Linked DNA regions of Sus scrofa: regions 1, 2, 3 and 4 are each linked to region 5. Evidence: chromatin contacts called from public Hi-C, promoter capture Hi-C and targeted proximity ligation data. All regions are on one chromosome and are shown on one strand. The core of a region is the stretch at or near the end of the contact, and the rest is flanking DNA. Distances in the headings are between cores, read along the strand shown. Region 1 overlaps SERTAD2 (SERTA domain-containing protein 2). Region 2 has its middle 88 kb from the start of AFTPH. Region 3 overlaps AFTPH (aftiphilin). Region 4 holds the start of AFTPH (aftiphilin). Region 5 overlaps LOC102160963 (a long non-coding RNA gene).

Evidence for each region. Promoter capture Hi-C pulls out the DNA fragments that hold promoters and counts their contacts. Hi-C and Micro-C count contacts between places; a contact is called where the count stands out from the background.
Region 1: a contact with region 5 is called in a Hi-C map of retroperitoneal adipose tissue, with 2.1 times the contacts expected there. A contact is called at or near these places in 15 of 47 Hi-C or Micro-C datasets (alveolar macrophages, embryonic fibroblasts, fetal liver and 6 more) and 2 of 2 datasets of targeted methods (alveolar macrophages and skeletal muscle).
Region 2: a targeted proximity ligation map of alveolar macrophages shows a contact between it and region 5. A contact is called at or near these places in 1 of 5 promoter capture datasets (liver), 2 of 47 Hi-C or Micro-C datasets (fetal heart ventricle and retroperitoneal adipose tissue) and 2 of 2 datasets of targeted methods (alveolar macrophages and skeletal muscle).
Region 3: a contact with region 5 is called in a targeted proximity ligation map of alveolar macrophages. A contact is called at or near these places in 2 of 2 datasets of targeted methods (alveolar macrophages and skeletal muscle).
Region 4: a contact with region 5 is called in a promoter capture Hi-C map of fetal liver, with 4 times the contacts expected there. A contact is called at or near these places in 2 of 5 promoter capture datasets (fetal liver and liver), 12 of 47 Hi-C or Micro-C datasets (alveolar macrophages, brain, embryonic fibroblasts and 7 more) and 2 of 2 datasets of targeted methods (alveolar macrophages and skeletal muscle).

Annotation. Positions count from the first base shown.
Region 1 is chr3:77,294,123-77,299,141 of Sscrofa11.1, reverse strand. All of the region lies in intron 1 of SERTAD2 (SERTA domain-containing protein 2), which reads right to left. Among named protein-coding and RNA genes, the nearest start is that of SERTAD2, 100 kb to the right of the region's middle.
Region 2 is chr3:77,331,791-77,337,108 of Sscrofa11.1, reverse strand. No RefSeq gene overlaps it. Among named protein-coding and RNA genes, the nearest start is that of AFTPH, 88 kb to the left of the region's middle.
Region 3 is chr3:77,376,814-77,382,210 of Sscrofa11.1, reverse strand. AFTPH (aftiphilin) reads left to right here. Exons shown (of 10, transcript XM_021087452.1): 3 at 3,807-3,958. Among named protein-coding and RNA genes, the nearest start is that of AFTPH, 43 kb to the left of the region's middle.
Region 4 is chr3:77,419,646-77,424,842 of Sscrofa11.1, reverse strand. AFTPH (aftiphilin) reads left to right here and starts at 1,989. Exons shown (of 10, transcript XM_021087452.1): 1 at 1,989-2,884.
Region 5 is chr3:77,166,153-77,171,150 of Sscrofa11.1, reverse strand. It overlaps LOC102160963 (a long non-coding RNA gene), which reads left to right. Exons shown (of 4, transcript XR_002342636.1): 4 at 1-3,793. Among named protein-coding and RNA genes, the nearest start is that of SERTAD2, 24 kb to the left of the region's middle.

The sequences.
Region 1 (5,019 bases), core at 7-2,506, 130 kb before region 5:
TTAAGGAAACCCTGCATCTCCTCTACCCCGCTGCCACCCTGGAACATTCCATTCATCCTATCTTTAGGGGCTTCAGAAGCAAGACAGCAGGTGCCACTAGAAGAATCCACATTTTGACTTTTTTCACCAACTACCGTTAGATCGCTAACAACCATCATCAGGTAAAATCTCTTTTATTTTGTATTTCTGGACATTATACAAATATTTTTAAAAGCAGTCTGTTTAAAAAACTGTTCAGGAAAGACTATTGATTGCAATGGTGGTGACACGCAGAGAGGCGGTGGCAAAAATTTCTTCATCAGCTACAGACTAAGGTGCTCAAATTCCTCTGCCAGATCAGTTTGCTATGACAGCAGGGAAAACACAGACGTATACATGTACATGGAAGTTCCCTCCTTTAAAAAGGAAAGAAATCTGAAAAGCAAATCTGTATCATGTATTATTGTAAAATGGGATAAACCACCAAGGGAGGATCAGATTAAAACAGTTGCCAACTCGTTATCTCATTGGTGTGGCTAGAATTTTATGCAAACCTGTTCTGGTGTAGAGATGACCTTGGGACTTTCAGATTCTCTGAGTTTAACTCAACACTTCTAATCCCCAGGGTGGGGTACTCCAGCAGGCCTGCTTGAAGCCCAGAAGCCGAGGCTGGCGTGGAATGATAAGCAGTCGGCCAGGAGAGCAGAGCAAGGGGCTAAAGGTTGATCTGCAGCAAGTAACGCTTTGTTATTTAATTTTCTGACCATGGCCTGATCAAGGAAAACTTTTTACTTTGGTTCAACAGGTTCACACAGACCACTATAAACATGAGAGAGTGAGTGTGAGTGTGTGTGTGCTGAAGAGCCAGAATCCCTATCCCTTCACTATTCTACATGAAACTCCTTAGAAGCACAAAAACGCCTGGTTTACTAGCATCTTCTTTTTGGTTAACTGCCTGTGAAGGTTTTTAGAGGGAAAAAAGCTTAGAATGAGGTAACAACTCTGCAAAGCTACAGGTTTCTGCAAAGGGACAAAAAGATAGTAGTGCAGACGTGAATTAGTTCTAAGAACTGAGGTTTGCTGCTCCCTGGAGTTACTAGAGAAACAAAGCTGCCTTTGGGCACCTAAAACTAGTCAGACCTGCTATAGCAGTTGCACAGTCAGCTCCAGATCTGCCCTCCACTCTCCTCCCCCCTACCCCGGCCCCCACCCCACGCATCCGCATTGCTCACTCCACTCAGCCCCGGCTCTGCCCTGACGTCCCCTGTCCAGGGGCCAGGCCAGCTCCGGACACGCGGCATGCAAGTGTGAGGAGGAGGCCAGACGAGAGAGCAGATGCCGACTCCATTCTGAACTGAAAGCTGCAGCGGGTGCAGAATACAGCTTCTGTGCTCCCGGCTTGCTAAGATAGATACATCAAATTGTGGGGTTTGCTTCAGTGCATCCTGGCAGGGATTCCCAATTAAGTTCAGAGAAGGGACGGGAGAGCTTGAGAGGAGACGAACGAGGCTTTCCAGCTTTAGGAGTCCTCGGACCACAAAGAGAGCAGAATTTCCACAAGGGAGTTTTCACTGAAGGTGGGGCTTGTTTAAATGATAAGTATCTGTTTTGTCCCAAGAGGAATCATCTGTGAGCAAAGATATTGCCATGTTTTGCTTTTGAAAATTTTACCTGTATTTCAAAGAAAATTTTTAGACAGTCAAGCATGTCTGTCTCATGATCTTTAAGGAAAAAAACAAAACAAAACAAAAAAACAAGGCATCTATTTATTACCCAGAATAGGACTGTCGTCTTATTGGCCTGACATATGCCATTCACAGATTCATACAAAGAATGAACTGCCACAAAGTGCTCATGGAAAAAGACACTGCTCCACACAATGAGTGATGGGCGCTCCGGGGGACAGCACTGTTCACAGGGTTGCCCAGCATCTGCACAGAGGGCAGAAGTTTGCCTTTAATACCAACTGCACTGGCCACTGGGAGACAATAATTTTTTTTAAAAGACATGCCAACTTTGGCTGGTTGCTGGTTCCCTCAAGAACATTAAAACTAAAGGAAATATCCACACACTTCTTAAGCAGGAGTCCTCGCTTGTGGATTTCTGTCAATTGTTTAAGGAATCATTAATAACAGTCGGTAGGAAATATATGATCTGTGCATATGCCGTGACCACGGCATTTTCAGATGTTCATGTTATGCTGACCAGCATTGATTTATGCAAAGACCCACGAAGGTGGGTGTTACCCTTGTTTTGAGGCCATTTTTACTTAAAACTGGAGCTTGCCCTCTGGTGCCTGGAGCATACACCTGATCTCTGCACTCAGTAATCAGAGATCTCCCTCTTTCCTCCACCCCCTCCTTTGTCAAGAAACTACAGCAACTACAGCTATCTTCTATAAGATATGCTGTTACAGTAAATATGAAAGTTTTAAAAAATTCTACAAGTGAAAAAAAAAAATTCTACAAGTGAACTGAAGTTCATACTTCTAAGTACCGTATCTACCCATACATATTTTTACTTATGTTGTTAACACTGACAATGTTTTTTTATATATAAACAAAATAAAAATTAAAGCTTCATGGTTTTATACTGGTGTTCTTTAACAAGAATCCATAGCAAAAGAGGCCTCTAACAGTTTCTGCTATAGCTTTTGTCTTTCTTAATAGCTAAAGTGTAAAATATTTTGATCAAGGGCAAACTCTTGAGTATAATTTACTACTGCTATGTAAAGGTAGTATGCTTTTGATTTTTTACTTTTTTCTGTCAATTTAATTTTTGACAGAAAAAACAATCTTTAAGTATTTGTATATAGGTATATATGTATCTATCCTCAACCTCCCCTTATACTTTTAAAATCTGTATTGTGTGTGTGCACCTTTCTAAGTAGCGTTGTGACTTTTTTTCTGCCATTGGAGCACTGTTTAAAATAGCATATGCCAAAACTTATCAGCTGCTACACAAATTTGAGGATTTTTAAATATCAAAATAGGGAGTTCTCTTGTGGTGCAGCAGGGGTTAAGGATCCAGCATTGTCACTGCAGGGGCTTGGGTTCCTGCAGTGGCATGGGTTCAATCCCTGGCTTGAAAACTTTACATGCTGAGGGCACAGCCAAAAAAAAAAGTCACGCTTGGGAGTTCCCTGGTGGCCTAGTGATTAAGAACTCAGCACTGTCACTGCTGTGGCTCAGGTTGGATCCCTGGTCTGGGAACTTCTGCATGTTGTGGGCACAGCCAAAATAATAATAATAAATAAATAATTTTAAAAATCAAAATATATATTATTTAACTATGCTCATTATAATTCAGTGCATGGAGACTGGGTAAAATTTATATTTTGGCTTCTCAATTAAATAAAAAAGTTTTCAAGGGGACAATTCAGCAAACAGAGTCTAAAGGTTTCCTAAATCTGAATATCCCTCTCTGTTTTTTAAGGGAAATAGGCCCAAGTAGCTGTTACCTAAGAAGCTGTGATGCTCGCCCGACAATTAAACAGTTCCCTAGGACACTCTTCTCGTATACTTGGCTGGTATTATAAAATGTGAGTCTTCTACCTGTTGTAATCACTCAAAGAACAGAGCTGAAAAGGCCATCAAATCCATTTCATAAGATTTCTCACCTGAGAGCAACATTTTAATTAGGAGGAAGAGAAAAAAATAAAAATTATTTTAAAGGTTCCAAACTTGATGAACAACATAAACAACTTTACATGAACACATAATACCTCTAAGTAAATCCATCAAGCTAAAGGAAAACTTTCTAACATTCAACCACCACCCCATGAAGAAATTGATAAAATGAACAGGAAAGCGAGATCCATGAACAAGTTCTTCTTGCTGGTGCCAGAAGCTGGGATATTAGGGTGGGTATTTTCATCCTCAGAGCACACCCTACCACACTCAAATCAGAATAGACTGCTATAAAAAGGGGGAGGAGGGGGAGGGGCTCCTGGGATGAGATATGCCTTCTGGGTAGCTGAACAACTATCCCCCATCAGCAAAACAACCCAGAGGCTCTCAGGTGTGGACTGTCCTCCAGGGGTTGAGTGGAGCCAAGAGCCCACTTCACTCTTGTCAGAGACTAGTCCCTAATTATAAAAGGCTACTTTGAACACTTAAGGCCTCAGGGATCCTATTGGCTACCACAACCTCTAGGCTCTTTACACACATTATGGACATTTCTTAACATATATTGGGAAATCAAAAAGCGTATTTCATGAACAAAGCTTGAAAACATTTACTCTCTTCCTTAAGACCGAATGAGGCTACCCAACTTGATTCAAATTAAAACTAGTATCTCTGAAACGATGTCTCACCCTGCAGATTGCCCTTCCCCATTCAGTGCCCATAAAAACTGACTTTCCACGTCCTGAAACACCCTGAAACTACCCAGCTTGAAAGCTAAAAGTCATTCTAAGACAAATTATATCTACTCTTTGTGTGACACTTAAGGCTAAACACAGAACTCGCATCCCAATCTATTACTATTACTTGTGATAAAAGTAAGAAAACTCATGGCCAAAGTGGGGGGAAGAACAATTTATGATTATTTGTCGATGCAAGGGCCCTCTGACAGCACCCTGTCTTAATGGTACAAAGTCCAGGGCTTGGGACAGCTGGCTCCCCTCAGCCCCCCTCCCTTTCAGTCATAGGCGGTCACCACCAAGATGACTTGTAGATTTCTAACTTAAAAACCAATGAGACATCAAGTTTAATATACATATATATTCAAAGTCAATTCACTTGGGCACCGGCGAAAAGAGGATGGAGAGGGAAGTTTTTAAGCTAAAAATACAAAGAAACTCAAAGAAACACACTAAAGCAAGTTGGATGCAAACCCGGCCGGCCACAGAACTCAAAAGTGAAGCAGCCTTCGCGCCAGCAATCCGAGCCTTTAAAAAAATAAAAAGTCTCGCACGTTCACAACAACACAACCGCCACAACACGCACATATATCCCAGCTGTAAAAGCGACAGCACCAAGCTCCCTCCGCCCCACCGCTGGGCTCTCGTTAGTTCCCGACCCCCTCCTGACCCCGGTC
Region 2 (5,318 bases), core at 1,384-3,883, 170 kb before region 5:
GTTTCTCCCTCAGAGTCTCTAGCAGGAACCAACCCTGCCGACTCCCTGACTTGGACTTCTGGCCTCCAGAATTGTGAGAGAATAAATTTCTGTTGTTTTAAGCCCCCCAGTTTGTGGTAATTTATTACTCAGTCCCTGGAAACTACTACATAGAATGATGCTTGACCAAGGCCATGTGGCTCAGTTGTCACTGAAGCCTGGGGTTTCCAACTACAAATTCAGGATTTGGTCCACTATTGGGATGTTCCCTGCTGCTGCCAGACGGGCCCCAGTGGTTCACAGGGCAGGTGGGGCTCCAAGCCAGGCTTCCATCTGCATCTACCACAATAGCCAGGGCACCCCACTTTGAGAATGCAGTGTGACCCCAGAGAAATCAAATCACCATACTATCGCCTGGCATCTTTTTGACGGGGCCATGTGTGTGCAGGTACCTCAGCAAACTCTGTTTCTTGCTCTTTTTTTAAATCAATAAATGTTATTATATTTATAGTTGTACAATAATCATCATAACCTAATTTTACAGCATTTCCATCCCAAACCCCCAGCCCATCCCTCCCCCCACAACCTGTCTCCTTTGGTAACCATAAATTTTTCCAAGTCTGTGAGTCAGTATCTGTTCTGCAAAGTTCATTGTACCCTTTTTTTAGATTCTACATATAAATGATAGCATATGACATTGGTGTCTCACTGTCTGTCTTCACTTAGCATGATAATTTCTAGGTCATTCCATGTTGCTGCAAATGCCATTATGTCTTTTTTTTTTTTTTTTTTTTTTTTTTTTTTGCCTTTTAGGGCCACACTCTCAGCATATGGAGATTCCCAGGCTAGGGGTCAAATCAGAGCTGTAGCTGCTGGCCACAGCCACAGCCACAGCCACAAGGGATCTGAGCTGTGTCTGCAACCTACAGCACAACTCACAGCAACACCAGATCCTTAACCCGCTGAGCGAGGCCAGGGATCGAACCCACAATCTCATGGTTCCTAGTCAGATTCATTTCCTCTGTACCACAACAGGAACTCCCAAATGCTATAATTTCTAATCTGTTTCTACAATCACCAGACTGCGTGGTTGTCCTGAATAACAGGAAGGCCTCTGGCTTGCACTGTGCACTGCAGAACTCCAGGGGGCGCCTTCACAGAATCAACAGCAAAATGGCACCTCTGGAGCTGCAGTGCACAACCCTTGCCACCACACACAGTGGCTTTGACCACTTCTGCTGAAGAGGTCAAATGCTCACATGGCCAGCCCTTCCTGGAGGCTGTCCCAGTTGGCTGGTCCCAGCTCTCTGGCAGAACTGGCTGGTGGGTCCCAGCCTGAGAATTATGTGGGCTTCATCAGTCCAAGGCAGTGGAGGTGTTTGTATTTTGGAACCATTACCAATAAGTGGGCTCCCCACGCCCTGCACAGGCTCAGGTCCAGAAGAGCCTCTCCACAGCCCTGAGCCTGGTGAAGCCTTGGGCCTCTGGCAGACCTTTCTTAAATGTTCTGTGTGGTTTGCTGAGGATTCCCCTGCTTTAAATTTTTGAAGAAAAGTTGCAGGCAGACTTTTAAGTTGTTAAGCTTGGGAGCTGGCACCAAAGAGTCTTATCACATTCAGAATGTAACAGCATCCCTGTCTTTCCTACTACTTTTTAACTTTTATTTAGACTCTGTGAGCCAAACATGCATATAAAATACTATCTATATCTATATATCATATAGGTATATGTATCTTTAAGCTACTGGGAGAGGCGTTTCTGCCACTTGCAACCAGACTGTCTTACACACTTCTCCGAACCATCTGGACATTTTGTGGGAGCTTTGCTTCCTGCAGAGGGGGGCAGGGGTGGCCTTTGGGTTAATGTGTTGGAAGCTGCCACTGAGCTTATAAATTAAGAACTAGCATCTTTGAACTCACTGAGTAAATCTATAGGAAGATGGAGTTAAGTTGAAAATAAAGTCATTTCCACACAGTCTTGGAAGCACATGTGTGCAGTCTCAAATCTAAACGCTATTTGACTTTCTGCTCATGAGCTCTCAGCTCAGTGGCAGCCGCGCCCCTGGACCCGGCTGCCCAAGGTCCAGCAGGGCCTGTGCTGCAGGGACGGGGCCAAGCAAGGCTTGAACCTCCAGTGTAAGGTACAGTCACAGCTGTCGCCTGCCCAGCTGGATTTTCCAGTCCAACCTGCGTGTTCCTTCCTGTTCCTTCTCTCATCCCCCAGCAAACCAGGCTGCAAACTAGGCAAGATAGTGAGGGGATTCCCGTGGGGGCCTTTCCTGATGTAGGGACTCTGCCAGCCCCACTCTTGGAGGCCAGGATGAGGGAGTGGAGCTGGCAAAGGTGCCTGAGAGGCCCCCTCCACCTTCTCTCTTCCTTCCCTCCAGCACCTCGCAGCCCCTGCCTGCCCACACCCCTGTTACCCCTCGCACCCGGACCCCATTCCACTATCTGTCTCTCACCGGTCAGTGTGGGCAATCCTAGCTCTCTAGAGCTGGAAGGAAGCTCAGCAACCATCTCCAATGCAGTTGCTTTACAGAAGGAGAAACTGAGGCCAGTGAGGCGAGGTGAGCTGTTAAAGGCCACGTGGCTGTGAGGAGCTGCCCTGGGCATAGAATCTAAGGCTCTTGACAGAGGCCCACGGTCTTGCGGGGGTGGGGTGGGGTGCCTGTGGGTCTCTCTCTGTCTCTCTCTCGCTTCCCTCCCCTCCCCCTTGGGCTGGGAGGAGAGCCCAGCGCTAGCGACAGGCAGCCGTAGAGAAGGAAGTGTTTGAGAGCCAGGGACCCAGCCAGTCTGGACATTCAGAAGGGACGCTCCAGTCCATCCCCCGTGGCGCCTTTGTCTCCCTTCCGGGCAGTGGGCACAGAGGCTGGGGAAGCCGTGCCGGGCCGCCCGCGCCCTGGGTGGCCCGTGGGGCCTTCTGCCCGCCGCCGCCGCCGAGGCGCCCGCCGCCCCGTGTCACCCGGCCCCAGTCGTCGCGCCGCCGCCCGCGGTTCCGGCCTCCGCCGCTTCCTTCTCGGGTAGGGCCTGGCGTCCGCGCCCTCCGCCCCGAGGTCTGACCCCGGCCCTCCTCCCTGGGGCGCGCCCCTGGGTCCTCCCTCGGAGCTCCCCGGCCGAGTGTCCTCTAAAAGCGGCCCTGGGACCAGCAGCAGCAGCAGCAGCCCCCGCACTTGAACTTAGAAGTGCAGGCTCTCGGGCCAGCGGTGGATCTCCGGACCCAGCAAGCTAGGTTCACAGGCCCTCCCCGGGGTTCGCGAAGTTTGAGAACCGCGGCTCTGGAGCACCGACACCCCCGTCCAGCTCGGCAGGAGGCCAGACTGAGCTCCCTGAGGACGCCGATCCTGCCTCGGTTCCCTCAATTAGCGGGCTGTTCTGGGCAGTCCTTGGCCTCTGCTGAGTATTGGCCTGGTGAGGGGGGCTGGCGGGAGGCTCTTTCCTACAGTCAGCCCTGGGATTCTTTAATAAAAAGTAGCTTTCTTCAATGATGACCAGGAGTGACTTGGAAATTGACACAAATTACCTCAAAGACTTGATCCACTTAGCATCTCTTTAGATTAAATCCCAAATTGTTTACAACGGAGCTGGAAAAGCACTCTGGCCGCATTGTCAATGGCCTCTGAGGGGTTTCCAGCACCTGGTGGGGCTCATATATCCAGTCCTCTCATAGAGAACCGCAGGCCATTGCGCTATGGATGTCATTTATAGGCTGATTTGAAAATCTGTCCAAGAAAATGTTGGATACTTTTGAAGATGCTGATCGAAAGGTTCACGAAAGGTTGTTCCCATTTCATAGAAAGAGACAATTTCCCTGACCTAAAAATGTGGGAAAAGATGTAGCCATGATATTTTGTCTTTTTTCCCCAGAATATTCTGTAATATTTTTACATAATGTCCTCAGTAAAATTAAAAACATGCATAACTTGGAGTTCCCATTGTGGCTCAGTGGTAATGATCCCCGCTAGTATTCATGAGGATGTGAGTTCGATCCCTGGCCTTGTTCAGTGGGTTAAGGATCCGGCGTTGCCATGAGCTGTGGTGTAAGTCACAGACAAGGCTCAGATCTGGTGTCCATTTTACAACCAGCAACTTTTGAGCCACACCGCCCTTAACTCAAAGGAGTAATTCTGATGTTCTAAATTGGAGTTCTGAATCTGGAGTCCAGATCAGAGATGGGGAGATTTGGTGGCCAGGTCTCTCAAGTCCCATCTCCCAGGACCCCGTTACCTGTTTCTGACATTTGAAAAGGCAGGGGGTGTTGGGATGAGAGAGGAGGACTTAGGGGATGGGGACTTCCTGCTGGTTGGTGAGTACCCTGAGTGGCTGGGGCTGGGAGAGGGTTTGAGGGAGCAGAGGTTTGTTCAGAGCCAACCCGGATGTGTCTGGAGCCTTGGAAATATCCTTTCTCTTTGTCCCAGCAATTCCATGTCAGGTATTTCTCCTATGGGAATAATCAGGCTGTAAATGAACCACAACAATATGGGAGTGGTTTAAACAGGAGGGGCACCATCCCTGAGAGAACAATCTCTGCCATAAAAAATGCCATTTGTGAGGAATGACATCAACTGGAATTTAAGCTCCTTGGGGCAGGCATATGGACAGTCGGATATATGATACCAAACATAGCGCGTGATGGCATGAGAATCCAGTTCTGTTCTGTAGTGCCCTGTAATTTTAGGCAAGTTATGCAGAAATAGTCTGACTTTCCTCCCTCATAAAATGGGATAACAAAAAGCCTCCTGTGAACAATGAAGTAATGGAGGAGTTCCCTGGTGGTTCTGGGAGTTAAGGATTCAGCACTGTCACGGCTGTTGCTCAGGTTGCTGCTGTGGTGCAGGTTTAATCCATGGCTTGGAAACTTCTGCACACTTCAGGTGTGGCAGGAGAAAATGCAAATGAAGCATGGTCCCTGGCACAAAGTCTCAATAAAAATTAGGTTTAGTCAAGGGTGGGCAGGAAAGCACGAAGGCTGTGGGGAATGGTGGAGGGGAGCATGGGGTTCACAGGAGAGGGAAGGGAAAGGCAGGGAGAGTGGGTGCGACCTGGGCACGGGCAGAGGTGTGAGTTCCTAGGGCAACCTCTGCTCACCACTAGAGGCCTAGAGACCGTGCAGGCGGGGGCTGCCTTCTCTGTCCCAGAGACATGGAATAAGTGGGGACTGTGGGGATGAAAAAGGGTGTGGAGATTCCAGAGAAGGACTGGAACCCTCAGCTCTGACAGGGGAGGGGAGGGGAAGGAAGGGCATGGAGGGGCAGACACAGAACAGTCCCAGCATTTACCAAGGATCTACAGTGGGCCATGTCCCTGGTTTTTGTTTTGTTTTGTTTTGTTTTTTCTCTTTAA
Region 3 (5,397 bases), core at 2,196-4,695, 210 kb before region 5:
GTTTTGAAAAATCTGCTTTTTGAAAGAAATCTATCTGCTTGGTCACAAGAGTAACTATTCTTGTGGTAGGTTAATTTCTAAGCATTATGTTAGTTATATTCTTGTACCTCTTCTTTTTACACTTAAACTGTGTTCAGTCACATTTTTGAACTTTGAACTTTATTGTTCTTCTTGGGAAGTAAAGCACTCTTAGTAGACCTAATATGTTGTTTACATACTTTATATTTCATAACATAATTAAGACTTAAGTCACATGCCAGCAATCAAACAAAATGTTCACCAATTTTCAAAATTTAAAATCCCCTAGGAGTAACCGTAACAGATTCTACTTATATAAGCAGCTCTTAATGAAAGGTATTTTTTAACTTGGTTTTTTTTTTTCCCAACTTGATAGGAAGATCTTGGGAAGGATGCAAAATATTTTGAATTATTTAATTTCATGTTATAATATGGTAATAATTGATATAAATTGAGACAAATGTTTTCATAATGATTCAGAATGCTGAGTAGTGATAGAGAAACAGCATTAGTGAGATTTGAACCTAGTTTTGACATTTATTCCTTGGCAGGTCGTTATGTCTTTATCTGTCATCTATATAATAGTAGTAATGATATAAGCTACTACTTTTTTAGCATACACTGGGTGTCAAGCTTTCACTATTCTGATTTATTATTCAACCTGTGAGGTGAACCCTGATAGCTCCAGTTTCTAAATCCCAAAACTCAGTCCCAGCCTCTTGGGTCCAAAATCCTCTATTGAAGTGTTATAATTGCATCAGCCATTTACTTACTGGAATTAACTAGTAGTAAATGAAATTTGGCATTATTTATTCAGGGACAAGACAGTAGCCCTTTTAGTCTCAAACTGGCCTAGTGGATAGTTGGAAACTAATGTAATTTTAAAAGTAAAATATTAGGAAGTTTAATTTTAGTCAAAATCTTTGTTAATTCTGTTAGTAGCTGCTTTCTTGTTGAATTGTTGAGAAGTTCCTTCTTGTGATGAGTGGTGCCATTCAGTTAATGGATTCTGGTTATCTGAGTCCTTATTATTTATTTATGGCTCCGCCTCAGGGATTGGCAAACTTTGGCCTAGGAGACAAATCTGCCCTGCCACCTATTTTAGTAAATTTCATTGGAACACATGCACCCTTGTTTATGGATGGCCTGCAGCGCCAAAAATATTCACCATCTGGCCCTATGGAGAGAAAACTGCCAACCCCTACTCTACCTCATTCAACAAAAGATTTGAAGCAACCGACTGTGATTATCAAATTATAAAGACATATGGAACTTTCTTTTAAAATCCATGTAATTTGTATTCTTTATAAGGAAAGGTTGAGGAATAAGTTTCAAACAAAGTTTACAAGTGATTAAAATAATGTTCTTAAATTAATGTTAATGTTCTGTTTCTTCAAGTGCATTCCACTAACTTGAGAATTTGCTCACTGGTATACTTAAAACCTAGTAGTTATATGTAATGATTGATCCAAATGATTGAGTATGTTTTGAGGTCCTTTCTTTCTTCCTTTGATAAATGTTTTTCTGGTTCATTAAAAATATAACAAAGAGGATACAAGAAAAATTCTGTTTTAATTTACAGAGAAATACAGTGTGATCATATGTGAGTTTTGTTTACCTTCCCTGCCCAGGAGGAGCCAGTGCTTATCATGTTTCCAATTAGATGGTTATCTGATCCCTTTAAAAGTAATGTCTGTCCATTCCCTCTGTTGAAACAAGTAACACTGGGTCCCCTTGATGCACTCAAGTTTCACAAGCCTTGGGATCTTGAGTCTACTCTTTACTGTAGGTTTCATAATTGATACTGAGAACCTTTTCCCATATCGCACATGTGAATATAATGAAGGTGTTAGAGTAACTTTTGTAGCGATAGCAGAAGAGTACCCTGAGACTAATTACGGAGTGTTAAGTTTTTTGCTGATACTGCTTCCAAAAGAGATTTTGTTTGGGAAAATATGTATGTGGAAATGTTTCCTTTTGTTTTCCATTGTTCTTTTTGCTGACAATACTAAACAACAAATCAAGCATTAACTTTTTTTGTCACTTGGCAGAAAGTACCATCATGATTTGGCATTTTCTTTTACACTAGGTGTCACTTCTGTAGTATACTTAATCCTTCCACAAGCTTTAACTTCATAGTTTGTATTCCTAATTGATATTTAAAGTAGTAAATTGAAAATATTTTACATGTATCTGAAATAAAGTTAGAAAAGTGGGAATAAATGCTATTGTAGGTTGCACTTGTAGACTAAATCTAGTGATACCCTGAAAATGTAAGTTAATCTAAATCCATCAAGTTTTAATTAATAAGAATACTCCAAAATGCCAGTGTTCTCAATGAAAATATTCTAGGGAATATGCAGACTTTGCTTGAAGGTACAGCAGTGTGCTATTCAGAAGTACATATATACATGCCATAGAACAGTATAAAAATGATATTTCTAAAAGATAGCAGATCATCAAAATGATAAATGAGGTATTGAATTTCGTAGTAAAAACTGAGGCATTCTTTCCTACTTTAGTTGTTCTGTTAGCAGCAGAGATTTTTTTTTTTTTTTTGTCTTTTTGCTATTTCTTTGGGCTGCTTCTGTGGCATATGGAGGTTTCCAGGCTAGGGGTCTAATCGGAGCTGTAGCCGCCAGCCTACGCCAGAGCCACAGCAACGCGGGATCCGAGCCGCATCTGCAACCTACACCACAGCTCACAGGCAATACTGGATCCTTAACCCACTGAGCAAGGGCAGGGACCGAACCCGCAACCTCATGGTTCCTAGTCGGATTTGTTAACCACTGCACCACGACGGGAACTCCAGCAGAGATATTTCTAAAAGTCTTTCAAAATTCAAATGTTTTTGTCCAGATTCTGTTCAACTATAATAGCATAATACATTTTGTAAGCATCCAGTCTTATTGTTCTAAATATATAGTATGTGAGTGGTAGTAAGAAACATCCCAGTGTGGCAAAAAGAATATGAATACTGTCTAGTTTATTTTGCTTTTTTCTTTTTTTGGTTTTTGGTTTTTGGTTTGTTTTTTTGTTTTGTTTTGTTTTGTTTTTTTTTTTTTGCTTTGGGCAAAACAGATTATTTGGGCAGATTATTTAAACTTTGAGATTGTACAATGGGATAGTAATTTCTTCTTTGTAGAATTTTTGGTGGATTAAGTAAGATAATGTTTATAAAGTGCCAAGCATAGTGCTTGACTTTTTTTTTTCTTTTTTTTTTTTTTTGGCTTTTTAGGGCCACACCCGTGGCATATGGAGGTTCCTAGGCTGGGGGTTGAATTGGAACTATAGCTGCCAGCCCTCCACCACAACCACAGCAACGCAGGATGAGCCACATCTGCAACCTACATCACAGCTCACTACAGCTCCAGATCCCCAACCCGCTGAGGGAGGCTAGGGGTCAAAGCTGCAACCTCATGGTTACTAGGTTGCCACATCTGCAACCTACATCACAGCTCACGACAGCTCCAGATCCCCAACCCGCTGAGGGAGGCTAGGGGTCAAAGCTGCAACCTCATGGTTACTAGTTGGATTCGTTCCACAACAGGAACTCTGTTTGGCATTTATTTGTCACCACTGTATTACCACAATTACTTAAAGCTGTTCTATGAGTGGTTATGCTTCTTTCACTTAGTGTTTTTTATATCTGACTGGTAGCTCCTCTGCCCCATAGTAGTGGACAAGGAGTGGGTATCTGGGGGTTTGTGTGTGTGTATGTGTTAATGACAAAGTTATGACATTATTTAAATTACAAAAGTGAAAATAAACTTTGTGTTTTGATGCAGACAGCTTTACTAAACCGCCTGGAGCGAATTTTTGAAGCATGTTTTCCTTCCATATTTGTCCCTGATACTGAAGAAGAAGTTACTTCCCTGAAGCACTTGCTAGAAACAAGCACCTTGCCAATAAAAACAAGAGAGGCCTTAGCTGAAAGTGGGTAAGTAGTAGGCACTTTTTAGATAGCATGTATATTTGTTGGTTTCAGCTGTTCTAATTTATAAGGTTATCTAAGGTTATCTTAAACCAGTAAGGTTCTAAAACATTATTGTGTTAAAAATCATAGTGCTAAAAAAAAAAAAAAAAGTTAAAAAAAACTCTCTACTTTTCTATTTTTGACCTTTTTGAAAAAATTCTAAGGAGTTCTCCTTGTGGCTCAGTGGGTTACAAACCCGACTAATAACCATGAGGATATGGGTTTAGTCGCTGGCCTCTCAGTGGGTTAAGGATCCAGCACTGCCGCGAGCCTTGGTGTAGGTCGAAGATGAGGCTCGGATCCTGCACTGCTATAGCTGTGGTGTTGGTCAGCAGGTGCAGCTCTGATTCAACCTCTAGCCTGAGAATTTACATATGCCACAGGTGTGGCTCTAAAAAGAAAAAAAAATTCTAAGTCAGTATTCTAATCAGTCAGTTTTACATATTATTTTTTGATTTCCTAGCATGATAGATGAGAATCTGGGTCTTACATCTGCTTTTCTCCTCCCTTTGTCTTTCCAGTATATCATAGTTTTTGGCTATGGTTTTTGTTATTTGTCATTTTCATTAGTATAATCATGTAAATAATGTTCATAGCTAAGCCACTATTTTCTTTATAGTACACCTTTTTCCTGGACTTAAAAATTGTATCTGTTTTGGAGTTGCCGTTGTGGTGCAGCGGAAACGAAACCAACTAGGAACCATGAGGTTGTGGGTTCAATCCCTGGTCTCATTCAGTGGTTAAGGATCTGGTGTTACCATGAGCTGTGGTGTAGGTTACAGATGCGGCTTGGATCCTGAGTTGCTGTGGCTGTGGCGTAGGCCGGCAGCTGTAGCTCCAATTCAACCCCTAGCCTGGGAACCGCCATGTGCCACAGATATGGCCCTAGAAAGCAAAAAAAAAAAAAAGAAGAAGAATTGCCTCTGTTTCATCTATAAGTCTTTCCCCTACCCTCCAGCAAACTGTGAATGTAGTTTTACTTGTGATAAAACCTATCAAAATGGCCATTCCATTTTTTACCAGGAGTCCTGGCCTGGGAACCTCCGTGCTGTGGGCATGGCCAAAAAAGCAGCAACTGTAGGATTATTGCTAAATAAAGGATGATGCGTTCATCCAATAGAACATTATATAGCCATTGAAAAAGATATATATGTGGATGAGGAAATACTTAAAATCTGAAAAAAGAATACAAAATTATACATATGCTATAATTGCAATTGTGTGTTTGTGGATTAGGACTCAAGGAGAAAGCAAATATTAAATAGCCCTAGTAAGATGATGGAATGCTGGGTGATTTCTTTCCTTCTTTTAAATATTTTTGTTTTACAATTAAAAAAGAATAACGTACTGAAGTTCCCTCTTGGTGCAGCAGGTTAAGGATCTCAAGTTGTCCCACTTCGATC
Region 4 (5,197 bases), core at 740-3,239, 250 kb before region 5:
GGGTTGGGGATCTGGCATTGCTGTGAGCTGTGGTGTGAGTCACAGACGCGGCTTGAATCTGGCGTTGCTGTGACTCTGGCGTGGGCCAGTGTCTACAGCTCCAATTAGACCCCTAGCCTGGGAATCTCCATATGCCACAGGAGTGGCTCAAGAAAAGGCAAAAAAAAAAAAAAAAGAAGACTGAGCTCCAGAGAGGTTAAGTAATTTACACAAAATCATAGTGATAACAGAGCTTGTTAGCCGACCCAGGTCTATGTATTGCTTTTCCAGAACATCACATAGGTGGAGTTTTGTGCTTTTTTTTGTTGATTTCTTATACAGTGTGAGGTAAGTTTCTTTCAACTTTTAGTCCACAAGGTATAACTCAATCTTTTTTCTTTTAATTATTATCCACTGCTGGTGAGAAGGCAGTTAAATTGGGATATTCTGTATTTCTGGTGGTGGTATAAATTGGTATAAGATTTTGGAAAATGAGATAAAGTGCCAATAAAACATTTACAGCCTTTTGGCTCAATCATTTTTATATTGACTGAGAGTTCCCTGGTGGCTCAGCGGGTTAAGCAGGCTAAGGCTGTAACTGCTGTGGCTCTGATCACTGCTGTAGTGTGGATTCGATCCCTGGGTCAGGAACTTCGCCTGCCATGGGCACAACCAAAAAAAATCATTTTTATATACAGAAAAAACTCATAAAATTAGACAAAGCCACAACACAAAATGTACATCAGCACAGTATTATTTGTAATTGTGGAAAATACCCACATATAGGATAATGGATAAATCACAGTATGTCTGCTCCATTGAATATTATGTATGCAATGAAAATCAAAGTTTTATGAAATGTTAAGTAATCAGGATGAAATGCTTACAACATAATATTAAGTGAAAAAAGGATACAAAATTGGCTTACATTATGATTACAACTTTGTAAAAAGTCTGCACAGGAGAAAAAACTAAGATTTAATTTTTCTTTTCTTGATACAAAATCTTAAGTAATGTAGTTAAGGTCGTATTTTTTAAAAGTAAAGAAAAACAATACTACCACTGGATCCAAATGCAATGAATTTTAATAAGTATTTTCCCCCAGATTCATCATCTTAAAAACTTTCAGAGATGCTTTCTTTTTGTAGTACCATTTCATAAGCATTGGAATGCTGTCTTCAGAATTATGTGTAAGATTACAAATTACAAGTTGGGTGGTTGCTGACCAAAGAGTGACTTAATGACTCAACTTCATAAATTTCTGAATTGTTGTCCTTAAGTGAATAAAATAGGCTTCTGCAGTTACCTGAAAAAAAAAAAACACTTTTTAATCATGTTATGCATAAAATTAGGGGAATATTATTCTGAAAGCACAGTTTTTTTTAATGTTTTTATGTTTAAATTTATTATTTCAGTTTTAACATATTCTCGATGTAGGGTCTGCCTTAGGATTTTGTCATATGTTCTTATTCTGATATGTCTGTTTAGTAGAGCTATCAAATTAGGACAAGCATGTGTTCCTCTAAAATCAATTTACTTCCAGTGTACACACACACACACACACACACACACACACTTTTGTTTCTTTCCTTCCTGGTCAAAATAAACATTTATAGCGATATATTTATAAGCTTATATTTATAAATACAATATTTAAGGTTTATATTTTTAAGCTTGCAATGAGCCAAGCCAGCAGGGGGCGAAATACAATAAGAATAAATTTGACAAGCCATATAGATATTTTTCTTGCTTTAGTGACTGAGCAATAACAAAAAATCCAGCACCGCCACAAAGCAATTGGTATTCTAATTTTAAGTGCTGCAGTCTGCGTATATCTTACAGCGATTGAGTTGTATAGAGACAAAAGCAGGTCTATTTCAGTGCTCCAAGTTAATTTGTCTAGAACATTGCAGAGGCGGGATAAACTGTGATGAACTGCTTTTGTCCCTATCTTCCCCTGATTTGTATAATTCCTCCACTCAAAGAAGGTGGACGCTTCTCTGTGGCTGAGAGGGTGTTTTCTATCCTTGTTTTCTTTGCGTAACTGCTGAGCTTTGCTGTATTGGAATTGTTTTAAATTATTCAAATTGCTGGTGTAGGTTTGGCAAAAGTGAGCAGAATAAGCACTTCGGAAGGGCTCATGATTGCGGGATAGGACCTCGGCCTCATCATTCCCGATGGTAACAATAATCTGTGCAGCCTTGCAGTCTTGTTTTTACAGTGGCCGGAATTCTAACAGAAATTCGTTATAGATGAAAGGGAAAGGTTATAAAAAATGCAAATGATCAAGACTGATGATGGAAAAATGTTACGACCTCTGTTAAAGAAATGCGGGAGTTGATTGATTTCTTTATAGTTTCATCGAATAGTCTCTCGCAGCATCTATGAAAAACGACCACCGTCTCTATCCGTTAGCAAAATCCTCCAATTTTATTTGTTTTTGTTGGTCTCAAAGACGATTTGTCAGTTCGGCGGCTGCTTTTCCTCTTGCTTCTCATTTTGATTTACCTCTTCTTTGTTATACATCAGCTTCCTTTTCTGTCAGCTTAAATTAAAAAGAGGAAGGAACTCTGAACGAAAAAGTCGTTTTTCGGGGCGAAAAGGGCAAGCTGATAAGTGCTCTCCAGCAGATTTTGGTGAAGAAAATAAAGTTCCGTATTTTAAAACCCTCGCAATTTTCCTTGCAGAGCAAGAGACTTAACTCGGTCCTGAGCTGAACGTTGACTTTTAGCCGGCTAAGGAGCACCTGTCCCTCGCCGGGAGCGCAGCCTTAGGAGCGGCGGAGTGCAGGAGGGCGTCTTTCCCCCCACCCACCTCGATGACTCACAAGGAAGTCAAGGAAAAGGGCAGCTTGCCCGCACCCAAAATGGCGGCCGGCGCTCTGCTCGACGGCGCCTGCGCAGGGGTAAGCGTTCTGTGACACTGATTCCCCCCAAGTGTTCTCCCCCCAACCCCCCAGTACCCACCAGCGCCCGGCCCCGACCTAGCCACCTGCGCCCGGAAGTGACGTGTCGGCGGCAGCGGTTCCCCCGCTGCATGATGGGAGAGTGTGTGGAGTGGGCGGGGGGTCTCCGCGGAGGAGGAGGTGGAGGCGGCGGCGGCGGCGGAAGAGGGCGGAGGGTAATGGGATGGGGGTCTCGCGGCAGCGCTGAAACTCCGGGTGGGCGTCCATGGCGCTGCTTCGATGACAGGGCTGTGAGCAGCCTGCCTTCCGCTTTCACCAGCTCCGCGTCGGAATAGCCGGTCCTTCCCCGGGGAGCTAGTTCCTCCCCGGGCCCCTGAGCCATGCCCATCGCAGCCGCCCCGGACGAGCCAGGTAAGCGCCACCGCTCCGCTCCCCCATCGCGCGGGGGAAAGAGGATGGGGAAGCCGGCCCAGCCCGCCGGCTGGACCCTCGCCCGGCCCGGGGGCACCTGCCTGTCGCGGAGCCGGGGGCTGCGGGGACGGTGCCGGCTCTGCGGGCCTGCGGGCTCCGGGCTCGGGCTCTGTCCTTTTCCGCGGCGGGTGCGGGGACGCCGGCGGCGGCGCGGAAGCGCACGGCCCCCTTCTCGCCATCCCGGGCATCGGCCAGGAAAGTGAGAGCCCTTCCCACGTCCCCGGCTGCCGGCGGCTCGCCCTGCCCCTCCACTTCCACCTGCCCTGAGCTCTGCGCCGGCCGCTCCCTCCCGGGAGCTTGTGGAGAAGTTTGGGGCTTTGCTCCGGCTTCCTCCTTCTCCCTCCCCCTCCCTCGTGACAGGTGTAAACACTGCCTGCTTCGCCCAGGCCTGAGGCCGGCCGCGATCAGAGTCTGCTGCTTCGCAGGGTCTCTAAAGCAAGCGGCTTTCGAATCCTCCAACAGGCAGAGGAGACGGCACCCAAACTCATGCATCCCATCCTGAGAGGACCTTTTCTGTTCCTTTCTTGCACTCTTCAAGAAATCGTCTGCGTCCCCTCCCCAGACTGCGTTGGAAAAGTTGGACCATTTTTTTTTTAAGTGCCTAGTTAGGCAGGTGCTACGTCTTGTTTGGACAGGGAACAGAGTATAGGGTGAAGAGTGGTGGGATCCTTTCATCATTAGGAAAGTACTGAGAATGACTAGGTTTTTCTCTTGTTGGTTAATGCGAGTTACAGCTTGGTTTCCTACTGAATACTTCTATTGGGGCCGAAGGAAGGACTAACCCATACGTGGAAACGTTTTACTGGGGGCGGGCGGGTTGGGGGGGCAGATGAAACAAAAGCAGCGGTTCTGTCTCGGAGTTCTCACTTTAGGAGAAGAAAAGTAAAACTTTACTTTTGAACTTAATCTTCCTTTTCACCAGCTACATTTTTCGTTTTTTGGTAGAATAGGAAAAGGAGACAGTTTCATCCTTGATGTTACATTTAATTGCTGCTTAAGCTTACATTTAGCTGGTTAACCTTTTAGGCATAGATATATGGTGAATTCTAAGGGAAACAACTGTTTCAACGCTATCGTGTTGGTATGATCTATAGTTTATATTTTATATGCTTTGTCAATTTAAATGTTGGCTTTTGTAGTAGTCATTTTTAAGTCTTTGCAGAAGAACATGTGTTTAAACAAAATATCTTCTAAATTTTGTTCATGAAGGTATTTGACATGGATTAAAAAATAGACCCTGTGTAAAAATTTAACCCAGTAAATAGCACCTTTTAAATGGTCATTGGGTCGAATTCCTCTTTATGTATCATTAGCTATATTAATTGATCTTCAAAGCGTAGATGCTTTTTATAGCTATCTATAAAATGCAAAGATAAATCTTTAAAAAGCTCTTGAAAGAAATTCATTAAAATTCACTTTATATGTAGAACTTTTAAGTTTTGATGTTTTCTGATCTTTGACCTAGAGACTGTTATAAAAATAACCCTATAATCAAAACAAAGAAAATCTGTCCACAATTGCATTGATGAATTTTGCAGAAATCAGTTGTCTATGAAAATCTTATAATCTAGGTGAATCCTATCTTATGGCATCATTTTAAATTTTAATTTTTTTCTACTTACAATTAAAAACTGGTTCAGAAAAATAGTGAAATTCTTCAAATAATGTTTGATTTTGTGTGAAATCTAACGTGCCTCCTTTAACAGTCTAAGAAGTCTTTGAATAGCATCACATTGAGAGATTATCCCTTCTTTCCCAAGCCTATACTCAAAAACTCATAAAAGGAGGACATTATTCAGGTATTTTTAAACACTCATACATTATTTAAATCAAATGTTTATA
Region 5 (4,998 bases), core at 1,526-4,025:
ACCCCTATTGGCCAGGATAGGAATCACAACTGCAGTTGAACAGGTACAGCGGGTCTGGGAGTAGCCACTCACCGCTACTCACTGTTATCACAACAAATATCTAAGGCCCTCAAGGAAATAACTGATGATTGGCCTATTTACAAGATCAAATTGACTCCCTGGCCACAGTAGTACTACAAAATAGACAAGGATTAGACCTTCTCACAGCAGGAAAAGGGGGAGTTTGTGTCGCCCTGCAGGAGAGTTGTTGCTTTTATAAAAACAAATCAGGGAGTTCCTGCTGTGGCACAGGGGAAATGAATCCAACTCGTATCCATGAGGATGCAGGTTCAATCCCTGGCCTCGCTCAGTGGGTTGGGGATCTGGCATCGCTGTGAACTGTGGATAGGTCGGAGATGCGGCTCAGAACCTGAGTTGCTGTTGTTGTTGCTGTGGCCTGCAACTATAGCTCCGATTGGACCCCTAGCCTGGGAACTTCCATATGCCTCAGATGTGGCCCCAAAAAAGCAAAAAACAAAAACGAATCAGGACTGGTCAGAGAAGGCATAAAACGCCTAAGAGAACAAGCAACCTGGTTCCAACAACAGGGGGCCCAGGGCTTCTGGCCTTCTGCCCCCATTCACACACCTCTCATCTTTCTCTTCCTTCTCCTAATGGCTGGGCTGCCCGTTTCGTATGTTTTCTTCTTTTTTTCGGAGAACCACTGAATCAGTCACAGACAAGCGAGTCAACTTGATCCTGGCTTTACAGAACTACGGATACCACCAGATTCCCTTACCCCCCAACTGATGCCTCTGATCAGCAGGAAGAAGCTGCAGAAGAAGAGACCTTCACCCCTTTTCCTATTAAAAACAGGGAAGAATCTTAGGTGGAAACTCTGAGCAACAAAGCAGCCATAAAAGTGTCATCATGAGTTATAGATCCGCTCCAGCCCGGACTTGTCGCCACCTCAGAACACTGTCGGACAGATCCATCTGGACGGTTGAGTTCCCTAAAACAAAGATAGCCTTCCGGCCAGCTAAAGATTAAAACTGTTGGGAGTTCCCGTTGTGGTACAGTGGAAATGAATTGACTAGTAACCGTGTGGATGCCATTTCCATCCCTGGCCTCACTCAGTGGGTTAAGGATCTGGCATTGCCATGAGCTATGGTGTAGGTGGCAGACGTGGCTTGGATCTGGCATTGCTGTGCTCTGATTCGACCCCTAGGCTGGGAACTTCCATTTTCGGATGGTGAGCCCCCCCCCCCCAAATTAAACGTATCACCTTGACCAGATCCCCACCACCATCCCATAACTACGTGACTCAGTACTCAACCCCTGCCCTATAAAACCTAGCTCTCCCTGATCAGCGGGGAGCCTGAGTTCTCCATTCTCAGGGCTCCTGGCCACTCCTCTGGTCAACAAAACCTGCTTGAGACTTCACTGTTCCAATTGACCATCTTTTCTTCTCTCCTGCGGGCTAACAGAAAATCTCCGCACTCTCAATTTTGTTGCTCTAAAGTCTTTTAAAAAGGCATATAAAAATGCTTATATTCACATATGTCTTTTTTCTTAAATGTAAAGGACAGTATTTCTTTGGTCGACTCCGGAGTTTGGAAAGTGAAACTGAATAGAAACCAAGATGAAAGATAATGATCATGCTTCCTCTTTAGTGTTGACTGCAGCACAAACAACCAAATTATGAGAAATAAATTACAGTTTTAAAAAATCCCCTGTTTTAATTACTGCAAATGTTACTATGACTAGGTAAGAATTATTTTTAATCACCTATAATTACATGGATGGTGTACATCTAAAAGCGTAAAGTGTGTATCTAAAAGCCCCAATTTAAAACAAAAACAAAAACAAAAACCTAAGACAAACTTGGCTTTTGTTTGAAATGTGCAATATTTTCCCTCTACATGCTTCCTCTCTGAATAAATTTTATGGTTAGAATTGCTGTTTTTTAGCAAATGTAGAAAGCCAGCTAGAAACATCTTTTCCGTTAATTCATTGGGTTTTCCTCCTAACCAGTTTGAGCAAATTCTTGGCGAATATTTCATGAACTCACAAGAGAAGAATTTGACATGTTTAAGAGACATGTAAAATAAAGTCGTGTAGGTTTTAAAGTTTCAGAAAATTGGGAGATTCCCTGTACTGAGAGAGCTCCCTAGACCTGCAAGTAATAGTTGGAATTATGCAGGAATGAGCAAAGTAGAATTCTTGTCATTGCGTATTAGGAGCTATTCCATTCTAGGTAGGGTTTTTCGTTCCTTCCTTTACCACGGAGGAAAGGAGAGCTAGGGCTAGCTAGGTCTGCGGTCGGAGGAGTGTCTATAAATAGAAGGTGAAGTGTTCCAATACCGGGAGGGTGCGTCATAGCGTCCCTCCCCCGAGCTGCAAGCGCCTAGGCGGCCGCGGGAGCCACACCACTGCACCGGGACACTCGCCCGGCTTCCTGCTCCCGGGCAGAAGCTGGGGACCTGCGGGAAGGAGCCCAGGGAGGCGCCCAGCGGCACTCGCCTTCCCCCGCCCCCGCCTCCCCAACCTCAGGGGGCCTCAGGCCGACCCCGAGGCACAGGGTCCCAGGACCGAGGCGCCCCTGCACTATTGGCAGCCGGGCCCCGCCACCGCCCTCCAGCCTGGTGATTCCTCCACCCCATCCCACCCGCCTCCCCTTGGGCGAAAGAAGAACAATAACCCCGAGCGCGCCCGGGAAGCGGAGACTCCCCGGCGCACAGACAATGCGAGGGGAGTTCCGAGGGGGCGGCCTCCGCGCGCCGCGCGCTCCCGCGGGTCCCCGGGCTGGGCGGGACCGCGGCGGTTGCCCGGCCCCCCAGGCACAGTCGGAGGCCACGTGGAGGATATTTAGATTTGTTGAAATCTAAAAATCTCAAAAAGTGTCTGTTCAAGGCCAGGGAGAATTTCCTCTAATCTAGATGGAACCTCAGCAGGCGGTTGAAATACACAGGGACTGTGTGTGATTTGGAGCCTTTTCTATTTCGGATCTGAATCTCAAAAGTCACTTGTGGAATTTCCATAGGCCTATCTTTTCGTAAACAGATCGTTCTGGGATTCCCCACCCAGTCTCTGGTCTTACCCTGCCTGTTCTTCCAGCCTGACCCGGTCTAGATTTCAATCTCCCTCTTGCCTACCTTTCTCTTTTTTCTTTTTTCTTTTCTTTTCTTTTCTTTTCTTTTCTTTTCTCCCTCCCTCTCTCTTCCACACACATACAGTTTCGTTCCCTTTGCACCTTTTCTTGAGAGAGAGAGAGAGAGAGAGAGAGAGAGAGAGAGTGTGTGTGTGTGTGTGTGTGTGTGTGTGTGTACACGTGCGCGCGCAGATCTTGCAGTTCCTTGATTCTGATTGGCGACTCCATTGGCTTCCCCTGCCTTTTCTTCTGTGTTGGTTTTATTTCAATTCTGAGTCTTTCTTCCTTTGTTTTTCTTCCACGGTTTTGTTTTGGGTTTTTTTTTCACATTTGCACGATTTTTTTCTTTCCGTTTCCTTAAGTCCTGTCCCCTTTGGACTAAAGGGTTCCTGGAAAAAGAAAAACCAAGAGGATTTCATGGCATTTTATCTCAGGGAAATGTGTTATAGTTCCACTTTAAGAGAGTCTGGGCTAACCGGGATTTTTATACTTATATATAGGTCAAGCCATCTTAGCTGAAAAAAAGTCACATACCTCTGTAACGTCTTGGGTGCTGGGCTTGCTTACAATAAAAAGGTATGCAGGGGAGTTCCCGTCGTGGCTCAGAAACCATGAGGTTGCGCGTTTGTTCCCTGGCATCGCTCAGTGGGTTAAGGATCCTGTGTTACCATGAGCTGTGGTGTAGGTTGCAGATGTGGCTCGGATCCCTCGTTGCTGTGGCTATGGTGTAGGCCAGCAGCTACAGCTCCGATTGGACCCCTAGCCTGGGAACCTCCATATGCTGTGGGAGCAACCCTAGAAAAGGCAGAAAGACAAAAAAAAAAAAAAAAAAGGTATGCAGGGAAAAAAATAATTTCAAATTAGATCTCTGAATATGGATTTAACACAGGCACATAAAACACTTTTTTTTTTTTTTCTTTTTAGGGCCACACTCAAGGCACATGGAGGTTCCTAGGCTAGGGGTGGAATTGGAGCTGTAGCTGCCTGCCTACACCACAGCTCACAGCAACCCCTTAACCCACTGAGCAAGGCCAGAGATTGAACCTGCATCCTGATGGATGATAGTCAAATTCATTAACCACTGAGCCACAACAGAAACTCTGAAAACACTTATTTTTAAGCTAAATTTGATGATACAATATTTGAAAGTCAGGATACTGGCATCTTTAATTTACCTATTAAGCACCATCTGCTTGGTTATCTTTTTGCATTTGTTTCCATCTGTGAAATGGCTGAGCACTTGCCTCTTCTGAGTCTAGTCTGGGGTACAAAGTACAGTCCTTTATCAACTATGCAAACTAGAAACAGCTCCTAGACTTGAGACCTGAAAAAAAGCCAGGCAAAAGACCAGTTAAAATTTTAACAAAAAATTTTTGCAGCTAAAATATTTGGAGGTGAGAATGGATGTGAGTTGTTGGAGGTGAGGTAGGAGTTAGGCAATCATTACACAGGTCCAGGAGGCATTTTGCTCTGCTAGGGCTGACCCTCAGGTTGGGAGGGGCCTGAGCATAGCACTAATTAGATGACATCAGAAATGATGGGGGGGTAGGTAACCCCGGGGACCCCCAGTGGGGGAACCTAACAACATCCAAAGGAGAGGAAGGGCCCTCTGATTAAGAAAGGAGGTGAGGAGTTCCTGTCGTGGTGCAGTGGTTAACGAATCGGACTAGGAACCATGAGGTTGCGGGTTTGATCCCTGGCCTCGCTCAGTGGGTTGACGATCCGGCGTTGCCGTGAGCTGTGGTGTAGGTCTCAGACGCGGCTCGGATCCTGCGTTGCTGTGGCTCTGGTGTAGGCCGGTGGCTACGGCTCCGATTAAACCCCTAGCCTGGGAATCTCCATATGCCGCGGAAGCGGCCCTAGAAAAG